2 separate regions of the Pan troglodytes genome follow, and region 2 is linked to region 1. Evidence: chromatin contacts called from public HiChIP or PLAC-seq data. All regions are on one chromosome and are shown on one strand. Each heading gives the region's core, a stretch centred on a gene start, on an enhancer-like site or on the middle of the called end of the contact. The rest is flanking DNA. Distances are from core to core; before and after follow the strand shown. Region 1 holds the start of MOSMO (modulator of smoothened). Region 2 holds the start of EEF2K (eukaryotic elongation factor 2 kinase).

What was found. HiChIP or PLAC-seq counts read pairs in DNA pulled down with a chosen protein or histone mark.
Region 2: an H3K4me3 HiChIP or PLAC-seq map of stem cell-derived excitatory neurons shows a contact between it and region 1, with 2.6 times the contacts expected there. The contact joins the promoter of EEF2K here to the promoter of MOSMO in region 1. A contact is called at or near these places in 2 of 7 Hi-C or Micro-C datasets (induced pluripotent stem cells and stem cell-derived neural progenitor cells), 1 of 1 datasets of contacts at active chromatin or transcription factors (stem cell-derived excitatory neurons) and 1 of 1 other capture datasets (stem cell-derived neural stem cells).

The regions. Positions count from the first base shown.
Region 1 is chr18:24,237,802-24,244,257 of NHGRI_mPanTro3-v2.0_pri, reverse strand. It overlaps MOSMO (modulator of smoothened), which reads right to left and starts at 2,565. Exons shown (of 3, transcript XM_016928694.4): 1 at 2,268-2,565. The coding sequence starts at 2,373.
Region 2 is chr18:24,436,842-24,443,428 of NHGRI_mPanTro3-v2.0_pri, reverse strand. EEF2K (eukaryotic elongation factor 2 kinase) reads right to left here and starts at 3,718. Exons shown (of 18, transcript XM_001161085.7): 1 at 3,303-3,718.

The DNA of each region.
Region 1 (6,456 bases), core at 1,316-3,815:
AAGTGCTGGGATTACAGGCATGAGCCACCACACCCGGCTATGCCCTTTTCCATCTTAGGAATGTTATGCTATCACTTATCTTTCTTCTCTTTTATATGTAACAATTCTTCTCTTTCAACTATATCTTTTGCATGGTCATTTAGTCTATTTTATCTATTGGGATTCTATCTAAAACTTCTTTGTAAAAAGATTCCTTCTGCTACAGCACTGAAACCCCTTTTCCCCTAAGTACGTGAAGCCTGAAAGTCTCATAAAAGGAGTCAATACACATGTAAGTAGGATAAAAACATCAACAGGTCACGAACTGGATGTCATACATGTAACCGTGTTAAGTTGTCGGGCAGCAACAATATTTTCATAAACAAAGCCCATAGTACCACCAAATTCGAAACCATCCTGATTCTTTCTTCATATATTTTACAATTAAGAGTTCTGCTAAAACTCTATGGGCAAGAAAAGTAGCAGAATTTTTAGAGTGTTATTTTAATAACCAGTGAATATGACAGCATGATTTTGTGTTACTAGGTCTAGATTGGGGGACAGAAGGGAGGGAGGAGGAAGCAACAAATGTCCCAGCTACCACTTTTTTTCTAAGAGCTAAAAATATTGCAGGATAAATACAGAACCATAAGTAATACTTAAAAAGTAAGTTTTGACAGCACAGTGATGCTTTTCTTTTTCTTTTTTTTTTTTTTTGAGACAGAGTCTCGCTCTGTCGCCCAGGCTGGAGTGCAGTGGCGCAATCTCAGCTCACTGCAACCTCTGCCTCCCGGGTTCAAGCGATTCTCCTGCCTCACCTCCTGAGTAGCTGGGATTACAGGCGCGCGCCATCATGCCCGGCTAATTCTTTTTTTTTTTTTTTTTTTTTTGTATTTTTAGTAGAGACGGGGTTTCGCCATGTTGATCAGGCTAGTTTCGAAATCCTGACCTCCTGATCCGCCCGCCTGGGCCTCCCAAAGTGCTGGGATTACAGGCGTGAGCCACCGCGCCCGGCCGCATTTTTATAAGAAATTATCCATGGAGGGAGCTTGACATTCCCAACCCTCCAAAAGTTCCTTCACCTGCACTGAACAAGCAGTTAAAAAACAAGACCATTCCTTAAATCGGAGCAGCTCTCCTGACAGCTGTTTACATTAATTAAGGTTTGGTCTCACAGGTCTGGGAGAGAGGGAGAAAGAGAGGCGGGGGAAGAGGGGAGGGAGAAGAGGTAGCAGGGAAAGAAGTGGCCCAAGCTGAGAAAAATCTTGGAAGCGCATTCACCTGGGGTACCCTTCAAAAAGATGCCCGCCTCTTTCCCGAGGGCACCACCTTGCCTCTCCCGCCCACAGCTCCGTGGTGGTACAGCAAGCACTGCTCCCGCTGCCGGGCTGCCTGCAACTCTAATGTGTTATTTAATTTTGTAACTACTATTAAGATCTCTCCAGCGTTTTTGTGATGCGCTGGAAAGACGCTCCATAAAATGAGGTTTATTATTAGTAGTATTATAGCTCCCGGGCCTAAAATAAAGCAGAATTATAACCACATACACACTTCAAAGGGAAAATCCGAAGCCACAAGCTTCTCAAACACTGCCAAGCGGGCAGGGGATGGGCGGGGGCGGCGGTGCAGAGGGGCTCCAATCCGGCGCCCCCCACTCCCACCAACCCCACCAGCTCTCCCAGCACCCACCATTCACCCTGCCTGGTGGGGTCAGAGCCCGCAGCCCGGGCTCGCCCCCGGCCGCAGCTTCCTCTGGTGGTGGAGGGTCTGGGGTCGGACCTGATCCCTCTCGGCCTCCCCTCGCCCACCAGCTCTTTAGTGGCTCCCGCACTGCCCCGCAGGCTGCCTCACTCCCAGCCCTAGCCTCTCCGCCTGGTTTCTAATTCCCTTGCAGGAGCCTCAGTTTCCTCCCGTCTCCCACCTTGACTTTTTTTTTTTTTTTTTTTTTTAAATCCAGAACGAAGCTCATTCCTCTGCGATCCCTCACATCGGAGGGCTGCTCCCCTCCTCCCCGGTCCGGGACTTGCCAGCCCAGCCCAGGTCTCCTCGGCCACTTTTCACCCGGCCTGGGGCGCCTCTCCCCTCAGCCCGGGGGTCCCGCTGGCGCCCGGCGGCTTCCTCTCCTCCATCCCTTTCCTCCGCGGCCCGGGTCTCCCCTCCGCCCCCGGTCTCCTCAGGCTAGCCTCCGGCCGGGACCCTCCACCCCGTCCTCTCCTCAGTCCGGGTCTCCCCTCCCTCGCGTCGCCCTCAGCCAATCTCCCGCCCGGCCCCGCGCGCCAGCGGCTCACCCGCAGACTCCCCGGTGTTGATCCAGTCCGGGTTGGCGATGCTGGCGATGGCGAAGATATCGGCGGCCAGAAAGAGACATCCTGAGATGATGGTCAGTTTATCCATCTCCCCGCCCCGCTCCCCCCACCCCCCGAGCCCCGGACAGGCAGCGGCCTCACGCCTCCCGCCCCATGGGCCGCCGCCGGGGCCCGGAGTCCCCGCGCCGCTGCCTCGCGCCCCCTCGGCCCCCGCGCGCCGCTCGCGCCCTCCGCGCGCCCGGGACCAGCAGCCGCGGCGCGGCCCGCACAGACGGAACCGCCGCCCGCCCCGGAACTGCTCGGCCCGCCCGCCCCTCACCCGGAAGCGAAGCCGCGGCGTTGGCGAGGCCGGTCCCGGCTCCCCAGCCGCCGCGCCCCAGCTCCGTCCTCCCGGCTCGGCCGGCCGCCCTGGGCCCCTCCCCGCACCGCCCGCCTCTACGTTCTGGACCCGGACCCGACCGGCCCGGCTCCGGTCCCTGCCCGGGTCCCGGTCTCTTCTGGCAGGCCACGCCACCTCTTGGCTTTCTGCCCACTAATAAGATTGTTGATGTTGATGACTGGGCACAGGCTGCGGCCCCTCCTGAGCCCCTCAGAAGCAAAACTGGAATGAGAGTGGGGAGCTGCCCGTCTTCCAGCAGGAGGCGGGCCCCGACTCCCGCCGAGCGACTCCGGGCCCCGCGCGGTCCCTGTCACCTTGTATTCTCATTGCCCGTTCCGCGGCCGTCAGCTCCCAGGATTGCCCCATTTAGCAAATAGCTTTCGACCACCCCTCTTCGTCAGACGTTGTAGGTGCAGAGGTACTGGAGTGGACAGAGGCAAGGCGCCCGCTCTTGGGGAGCTCACATTCTGGTGGGAAGAGACAGAAACACATTAAGAACCTATCTGTAAAATAAAGATAATTTCAGGTGCAGATCCCTGAATTCAATGGAGGTCAGTGTGATGGGAGTCGGAGCGATACCTGCGATAGGGAAGGATGCATTTCCGCTGAGACCATCACGATCGTAAAGACCTGCACTTTGAAGACCTGGCGCAAGACCAGACAGAGGGAACAGCCAATGCAAAGATCATTAGGGGAGGGGGGCAGAAAGAGATCAGCGTGTCCGAGGAATTGCAAAATGGCCTGTGTGGCAGGAGAGTAGTATTACAAGAGGTAGGCAGAGGCCAGGTGTAGGGCTTTGGGGGCCTTGGATTTTGTTCTGAGTGCAATGAGAAGGCAATGGAGGGTGTTTGCAGAATCCCATGATCTTACTTAATCTGTGAAGATCCATAGTGTAGCTTGTATGGGGGAAAGGCAAAGATGACAACAGGGACGCCAGTTAAGAGGCCAAGTAGTCCACGAGAGAGAAGTGTAGCTTTGGCTAGGGTGAGAGTAGTGAAGATGGAGAGGAATGGACAGATTTGGATGTTTTGTAGATAGAGGGAAGGACCTGCTGATAGTGGGGAAGGAGTTGAAAGAGAACTCAAGAGTTAAGTTTTTGACCTGAGCAACCAGGTGTTATGAGCCCGTTTACTGAGTTGTGTGTGCAGCGTCTTAAGTTGGATGAATAAACAGGAAAATAAGGCATTTGCATAATTTGTCAGCATATGCTATGGTGGAGGTTTTCTTTTCTTCCACAGCTCATGGGCCGAATCACCACTAACCCTGACGTTTGATCCAGCTCTCCCTAATGGTACTCCGTGCAGCAGATGGAGATGAAACACTCATTTTCTCCTTAAATGCCACATAGGTCGTCTCTAGAAAGACCTAGAAGAGTGACATCTGTCTCTATTTTTGGAATGCTTACATGTCCACAAAATTCAGGAGGTTTCAAATTCCACCAAATCCAACAGCCTTGCAGAAATGTGCAACAGAGTATCAGTGTCACTACATAGCTGGGAGAAGGAAGGGTTTGATTGCTGGTCTATATTGACTTTTCTGTCCAAACATTGGTCTCTTGGGGGAAAGGTTTTTTTGTTGTTGTTATTATACAATTTATTTTTCCTCTGCCACAGAAATTGACACAAGATAATTCATATACTCCAAGGATCCAGATATAATGCATATCACATTACTGCAATAGTCTTCAGTTTCTTTTTTCTTTTCTTCTTTTTTTAAATAAGTACTGGAGAAATTTAATTGAGTCATATTCTTGGCTTCTTGTTGGGGTTTTCTATTGCCCAGTGATAGAAGAAACTGTAACTATACAGGACTAAATTCCCAGATAATATCCACTGATGTTCTCTACTGGCCAGCTTAAAAGAATCCTAGGGCTGAATGTTTGAACAGTTTGCACATATTCTAACTCCAGCTGAATAGAATGATGATGATTGGGTTCTTGTGTTTACAATAAATACAAGTAGCCAAGCGTGGTGGTTTGCACCTATAATCCCAGCTACTCCAGAAGCTGAGGTGGGAGGATCACTTGAGTCCAGCAGTTCAAGACCAGCCTGGACAACACAGTGAGACCCCTGTCTCTAATAAATAAAATAAATAAATAATACAGTTCTTCCTTTTACCCTCTACAAATGGTTCTGGGTCTAAGATTAAAGCACAAGAACAACCAGTATTGAGTTAAAAGAATTTAAAACATTTTTATCATACTAATGGCTGCACATCAGTACAGAGAATAGTCACCTATCCCAAACCTTCCTACCATCCAGAATGGGAGGTGGGGTTGGCAGGGGCCAAACTGTTTAGAGATTTCCCATTAATCCTTCTTTTTATCCCTATAGCTCTTTTCTTTTCTTTTCTTTCTTTCTTTCTTTCTTTCTTTCTTTTTTTTTTTTTTTTTTAGAGATAGGGTCTCACTATGTTGTCCACGCTGGATTTCAACTTCTGGCCTTAAGTGATCCTCCCACCTCAGCCTCCCAAGTAGCTGGGACTACAGGCCCACACCACTGTGCCTGGCTGGTGTTTCAAAGTCCCCAGTCTCTGAGATCTGCAGGACAGATCAGTTCCCTTCTCCTCTGTATCTCAGTCTAGATTTTAGCAGAGGCAAACCCTAAGGGTTTGGGAGAGGTGATGGAGTGAAGCAGAGAGAATACAGAACTATGTTCTAGTTCCTGCCCTGCTACTGACTTGACCTTGGGAAAGCCATGTCACCTCTCTGGGCCTTTTCCCCCCGTCTGGCCTAACAAGACTCCTGGCCTCGGTGACAGAAGCGTCCCATCCTCTCACCCACCCCTAAGCAGAGCAGCTGGGACTTTTCAGAAATGAGCCACAAGACTCCTTATGGCAGAAAGCCTTGGGGACCCAGAAGAACATAGAAGGCTTCCAGGAGGGAGATATGCTGTGCAGCCTGAAGTCATAAACAGCCATTCTGCAGCTGTTAAAGGGCCATGAACATGGCATGCTCTATTGTGATGGATGGCAGGCCTTGGCCAGAAGAGGCTGAATCCAGATGGGACCACGGGCAAAGCTGTGGAAGGGACTGTGTGATCACTCTTCTCTTTAAGGAGTATCTTCAGCCTGACAATAAACACACTGTCTCCCTAGGGGTTAGGTTTCGTGGGCCAAGAGCATGGTGGACGCACCACACATGTACCTGGGGTTTCTGGGGTTAGAGAAGACACAAGAAACTAAATCCAGAGTTAGCAGCTTGCGCCCGGGCTCAAATCTCAGTTTGTTTCATGGATTGGTTCCCTTTGAGCTGACTCAGAAATGCGATTATTGATTAGTGCAGAAAGTTTATTAGAGAGCCTTTGAGAATCAAGTCCTATGGGGAAAGGGAAGCAGGGGTGGGAAGAGGGAGAAGTCAGTCTGTGCTGCAGTCATGGGAGGCTTTGGCAGACCCCCAGGGGAGTTCTGAAACTAGGATAGCTGCTGAGTTGGCCTGAGTTGGAGTAAATGGGCCAAGTCTTTTCATCCCTGCACTGACCTGCCATGGAGCTTGGAGGGCAGCTCTCTTCAGACAAAGACAATTCCTCAAGAGGGCTGACAGCTGAGATCTGTCAACCTACCACCCACCTGGTAGGCGGGGAATAGTCCTTCAGTCCTGACCGAGGCAGTGTAGTGCAGCATTTGCAATAGTGCCCACATGGTGCTGTGCCTCTCATTTGCTACTTAAGTTTGGAAAGCAGCACTTTCAGGACCCTGGGGAATCTTTTCCTGTGGGAAACATATAGAGGAGGGTTAGTGGGAACTACAGCTCCTGCCGCCGCTACAGCTCATCTAGAGGCATAACGAACATAC
Region 2 (6,587 bases), core at 2,469-4,968, 200 kb before region 1:
CTCTACATTAAAATTAAAAGTTAGCCAGGCATGGTGGTAGCTCATGTCTGTAGTCCCAGCTACTTGGGAGGCTGAGGCAGGAGGATCACTTGAGCCGAGGAGTTCCAGGCTGCAGTGAGCTGTGACTGTGCCACTGCACCGCAGCCTGGGTGACAGAGCAAGATCCTGTCTCAAAACAACAACAAAAAAGAAGCCTCCTTGCTTGTGCTCATCAGCCTTGGCTGCAAGAATTTGATCCAGCAACACTTTAAGGCCCAAGCCGTTTTCATCCCAGGTGGAGACAAGGTCATCGCTCTAACCACCTTCTAGGAGCCTTCTCAGTTCATCAGGGTAAGAACCTGCAGCTTTCAGGTCAACAGAACCAATCTCCCTCAACAAAAAACACTGATTCTTTTAAATTAGTTCAACCTGACGCTATTACTTTGTCTATAGCCCTGATCATTCAGTTGTTCTGCTTCAGGTGTAAGAACTGGACCAGAAATAGTGAATCCCGGAGAACGAGCTTGAACAAGTCCAAGCTTCTGCTGTTCACTCTTGGCTTTCTTCACACAGCTCCCAGAGTCCCGCAACCAGATGCCAACCCTGCCAAAAACTGGACAAGACTGCTTTGGGGACTCTCCCCACAGCAAGATAACAACCCTAAAGACATCCTTCCTGGGTGGGCATGGTGGCTCACGCCTGTAATCCTAGCACTTTGGGAGGCGGGTGGATCACTTGAGGTCAGGAGTTTGAGACCAGCCTGGCCAACACAGTGAAATCCCATCTCTACTAAAAATACAAAAATTAGCTGGGCACGGTGGCATGCGCCTGTAGTCCCAGCTCATACTCAAGAGGCTGAGGCAGGAAAATCACTTGAATCTGGGAGGCAGAGGTTGCAGTGAGCTGAGATCACACTACTGCACTCCAGCCTGGGCAACAGAGGAAGACTCCATCTCAAAAACAACAAACACTCCCTCTGGCTTGTGGCTCTGCCCTCCTCTAGGCCTTCAAAGTCGCCTTGACTTGTCCAACAAATAAAGAATGAGAGGTCTTTAGGGTCGAGGCTTGAAATGGACACACTCACATTTCATCAGCCAAAACTCAGCTGTGTGGCCCTACCGAATGGTAAGGAAGCCTAGGAAAATTCATCCAGGGAGCACCCCAGGAGGACGAGAACATGGGTACTGGTGACCCATAGCTTTCTCTGCCACATAATACAGTAAAATGTTTTAAAAGCAAATCAGAGATTTTTTTTTTTTTTAAATAGAGACCGGGTTTCACCCTGTCAGCCAGGCTGGTCTTGAACTCCTGGGCTCAAGCAATCCTCCCGCCTCAGCCCCCCCAAAGTGGCTGGGATTACAGGTGTGAGCTACCACACCCAGCCAGTGATATATCCTTAATCAGCCAAAAAGTACTGTACAGTTACAAAAAGCACAAGAAAAACAAATTGGTGGATCTTTTTTATTTTTTGAGACAGAGTCTCGCTTTGTTGCCCAGTCTAGAGTGCAGTGGTGCAATCTCAGCTCCCTGCAAACTATGCCTCCTGGGTTCAAACGATTCTCGATTCTCCTGCCTCAGCCTCCCGAGTAGCTGGGATTACAGGCTCATGCCAACATGCCCAGCTAATTTTTGTATTTTTAGTAGAGATGGGGGCTCCCCATGTTGGCCAGGCTGGTCTCAAACTCCTGACCTCAAGTGATCCACCTTCCTCAGTCTCCCAAAGTACTGAGATTAAAGGCCTGAGCCACCACGCCCCTGGCCCAAAACACCGGTAGCTCTTAGAATGTACACCGATGATTATGTGTAAACTGTGACCACTTCAGTTCTGTCTTCTGGCCTCCCCATTCCCTGCAGAGGGTAAGAACTTCGGACCCCACCCCCTTCTTTGAGAATGGGGGCTGAGAGGAGGGCGGACGCCAATCCCAGCCATGTTACACTGAAATTCATGTCGTTGAGAGGTTTTACTGTAGTTGTTGAATTAATAGCTGAACAAAGGAATGAACATCGGGTGCTGTGGAGGCCACACAGAAGGAAGACACCTGCATACGCCATCTCTGAACTCTACCTCCTTCCACCTGCCTCTTCCCCAGCTCAGCTTAAACAGCACCTGCTACAGGAAGCCTTCCCCCATAACCCTCTCCCCTTTACACACACAGTGGGCATTCTCAGCTCCCACCTGCTTGCTCTGTATTCCCATTTACTCCATCTCGCTTTTTAGAATCTGTTTATGTGACTGGCCTCCTCTTAGGGAGCTTCTGTGGGCCTGGGGATCACTCTGATCCTCGGTTTCCTCCTCGCTAAAAACATTAGGATAGACTACGTGACTCAATTCGCTGTGACTTCACAGCCTGTCCAGGGCCCTCAACCATAGGGCTCTTGGCCATCAGATGTCTCCCGGGGCCATAGACCATGACACTGTGTGCCAGGCACTGTTCCAAGCACCTGACATATACATACTCATCTACTCTTTCCAAGGATACTAAGTGGTAGATACTAATACTGTACCCATTCTACCGATGAGAAAACCGAGGGCCAGAGAGCATAAATGAGCTAGAATTCCAACCCAGGACTCCAGCCCTAGTGTTTCCTGCTTTCCTGGCTGAAGAAGCACCCACCACCGAGGTCCCAGAGGTCGGGCTCCCTGGGACCGTCCCCCTGGGCAGATCTCACTTCCCCATGCGGCCCATCTGTTGTCACACTCAGGGCGCAGCTGGGCTGGTTCCCCGAAATCCCCCAGGCGCGCGCAAAAGGATCTAGGCCGGGGCTTACCCGGGAGGCCCCCACCCCCGCGCGGCCACCGGCTTATTAATGCCCAGCCCCTTGGCACACATGTCAGCAGCGCCTGCCAACAAACTCCCGCAGCCAACAATGCAGCAAGGGCGCGTCTACACAGTCCTGGAGGTTCCGGGAATTCGGGCTGACGCAGGCCTCTAGTTCAGGGAAAAGGTGGGGGATGCGGCTCTGAGCCCTGCAGGGCACAGGAAGGCAGCGATGCGCCCACACTCTAGGGGCCCCGAGGGCGGAGGCCCCCAAACTCTCTGTCACTTGCAGCCAGATCACCGCCCATTGCTTGCCAATTGCTTTCCATATCCACATCGCCTTTAATCCGCACAACTTCCCCATTTCTCCAAAGCAAGCACTGAGCCCCAGAGAGTTTAACAACCAGAGGAGAAGCGCCCCCACACTCTCCTTCCATGCCTTCTCCGGCCCCATTCCCAAGCCCAGACCCAGCACGCTCCAGACGCCAGCTGCACCCGGGCGCACAGGCCTGCAGCGCGGGCTCCCAGCCCCCCACAGCCTTGCCGGCCGCGGTCCACACCTACCTCCCTCGGGCAGACAGGCGCGGCAGCCGCTGCCCACGGCCGCGAGGGTCCAGAGGAGTTGGCAGAGGCTCGCGGCCCGGAGCTCCAGGGTGCAGGGCGGGCGGGCCCCCCGAGAGTGCCGGGGAGCGGAGAGCGGGGAGCGCTAGCTGGCGCTCCGGGCAAGCAGCTGGGGCCACGCGGGGCAGATGGACCGATCCCAGGGCGCGCGGGGCAGTCGGAGTGATCCCAGGAAGGGCGCAGGGGCCGTTGGGACGATCCCGGGATGTGGGAGCGCGTGCCAGGGGGGACTCGCGTGCAGGCGACAGCGAGCGGGACTCGGGTGGCTGCAGGGCCGGGAGTGCGGGCGCTCGATCCAGGAAGGAAGGGAGCTGAGGCTGAAGCTGGGGCTGGTCTAGGTTGAGCAGAAGCGGGCGGGCAGGGGCGGGGCTGGCCTGGCGGGAGCACGGCGTGGCGCTCACGTGGCCGCCCCCAGGTGGCCATCACAGCGCCTGCGGCCGCCTAGCGGGCCTCCTGGCTCCGGCGCTGGCTCCCAGCCCCAGGTGCAATGGTTAGCGCTAAGTCTTGGCTCCCCCTGCTGAGTACACAGTGTCCGGTTCTCCTGCTCAAGGCTGGCCTAGCATCCGGCAGCGAGGGGGCAATTCGAGGGAGTGACCAACTTCCGTCCTCTCCCGCCTCGCCATTCTCGCCTGCTTCTCGCTTAGTTCCTGTATTCCTGTCCTTTCCAAAATCATTAGTGATCCAAGCCCATCGCTTGTTTGTATATATCTCTATCCATAACCTTAAAATATTTTTTATCGGAAATACTTTGTTTTTCCTGATTTCTGCTTTGTAAAAACAGGCACGTATGACGATTGCAATTATTTGTGTAGTTTTAAAATTAGTATCTCCTTTAGTTATTCCTAACTCTTGACACAGGGCCTGGGTGGCACACAGTAGATGCTTAATAAATACCTGTGGCATGAGTGGTAGAGTGGCTAAGGTATAAAAAAGAAAACGAATTAAAACTAATAGCTACTGTGAACATTTTAATATTAGGTCCTTCCAGATACTTTGTTAGTGAAATTTTAGAAATTTCACACATTCTAGATAGAAAAGTAGTAACAATGACATGTTTTGAGGGATTTCTCTCATTCCATCTTCCCAGCACTTTGGGAGGCCGAGGCCGGCAGATCACCTGAGGTCAGGAGTTCAAGACCAGCCTGGCCAAAACGGTGAAACCCTGTCTTTAGTAAAAATACAAAAAAGCAGCCGGGCGCGCCTGTAGTCCCAGCTACTCTGGAGGCTGAGGCACGAGAATCGCTTGAACCCTGGAGGCAGAGGTTGCAGTGAGCCAAGATCCCGCCACTACACTCTAGCCTGAGGGACAGAGTAAGACCTTCTCTCAAAAAACAAAAACAAAAACAAACCACAAACAAAAAAGAAAGTGAAAAGACAATCAGAGAATGGGGAAAAAATATTTGCAAATCATATCTGATAAGGGATTTGCAGCTAGAATATAAAAAGAATTGTTACAACTCAATAATAAAAGATAAATACTCCAATTTAAACATGGGCCAAAGATTGGAATAGACATTTCTCCATAGAAGATATACAAATGGCCAATAAGGACATGAAAAGGTGCTCAACGTCATTAGCCACTAAGAAAATGCAAGGCCAGTCACGGTGGCTCATGCCTGTAATCCTAGCACTTTGGGAGGCCAAGGTGGGATGATGGTGTGAGCCCAAGAGCTCCAGATCAGCAAAGGCAACATAACAAGACCCTCATCTCTACAAAAAAAAAAAAAAAAGAAAGAAAAATTAGCCAGGCTCGGTGGTGTGTGCCTGTAGTCCCAGCTACTCGACAGGCTGAGGTGGGAGGATAGCTTGAGCCCAGGAGTTGGAGGCTGCAGTGAGCTATGATTGCACCACTGCATTCCAGCGTGGGTGACCAAAAAAAGCAAGTCAAAACACACTCACTACCCACTAGCATGACTATAATCAAAATCGCAGATAATAGCAAGTGTTGGCAAGGATGTGGAGAAACTAGAACCCTCATACACTGCTGGTGGGAATGGAAAGCAGTTTGGCAATTCTTAAAAAAAATTAAACATGAAGTTACCATATAACCCAGCAATTCAAATCCTAGCAGAAATGAAAACATATGTCCACACAAAAACTTATACAAAATGTTCATGGGAATATTATTCATAATAGGCAAAAGGTGAAAACAATCCAAATGACTGATGAATGCATAATTAAAATGCAGTAGGCCAGGCGGTGGCTTATGCCTGTAATCCCAGCACTTTGAGAGGCCGAGGCGGGCGGATCACTTGAGGCCAGGCTGGTCTTGAACTCCTGGCAACAACGTGGTGAAACTCCGTATCTATTAAAAATACAAAAATTAGCCAGGTGTGATGGCATGTGCCTGAAATCCCAGCTACTCGGGAGGCTGAGGCAGGAGAATCACTTGAACCTGGGAGGCAGAGGTTGCAGTGAGCCGAGGTCACACCACTGCACTCCAGCCTGGGCGACAGAGCGAGACTCCATCTCAAAAAAGAAAAGAAGGCAGTAGATTCATACAATGAAATACTATTTGGCAACAAAAAGGAATGAACTGCTGATATATGCTACAACACAGACGAACCTTAAAAAATATGCTATGTGAAAAGAGCCAGACACAGAAGACAACATACTATGTGATTTCATTTATATCAGTGAATAGGACAATCGATCCATAAAGAGAGAAGTAGATTAGTGGTTGCCAGGGGCAGGGAAGGGAGCTTGGGGAGAGGGGGAGTGACTATTAATAGTTGTAGGGTTTCTTCTTTGGGGTGATGAAAATGTCCTAAAATTGATTGTGCTGATGGTTGCACAATTCTGTGAATACACTAAAAACCACTGAATTATACTTTTTTAATGGGTGTATGGGCCAGGCGCGGTAGCTCACATCTGTAATCCCAGCACTTTGGGACGCCAAGGTAGGTGGATCACTTGAGCCCAGGAGTTGTAGACTAGTCTGGGCAACATGGCAAAACCCCGTCTCTGCTAAAAATACAAAAATTAGCCAGGTGTGGAGGTGGATGCCCGTAGTCCCAGCTACTTGGGAGGCTGAGGCAAGAGACTCGCTTGAACTTGGGAGGTGGAGGTTGCAGTGAGCTGAGATCATACCACTGCACTCTAGCCTGGGTGACAGAGCGAGACTCTGTCTCAAAAAAAAAAAAAAAAAAAGTGTGTGAATTATATCAGCAATTATAACAGCAATAAAGCTGTCACAAAACAAAACAAAAAAGACTCATGGTGTTTCCA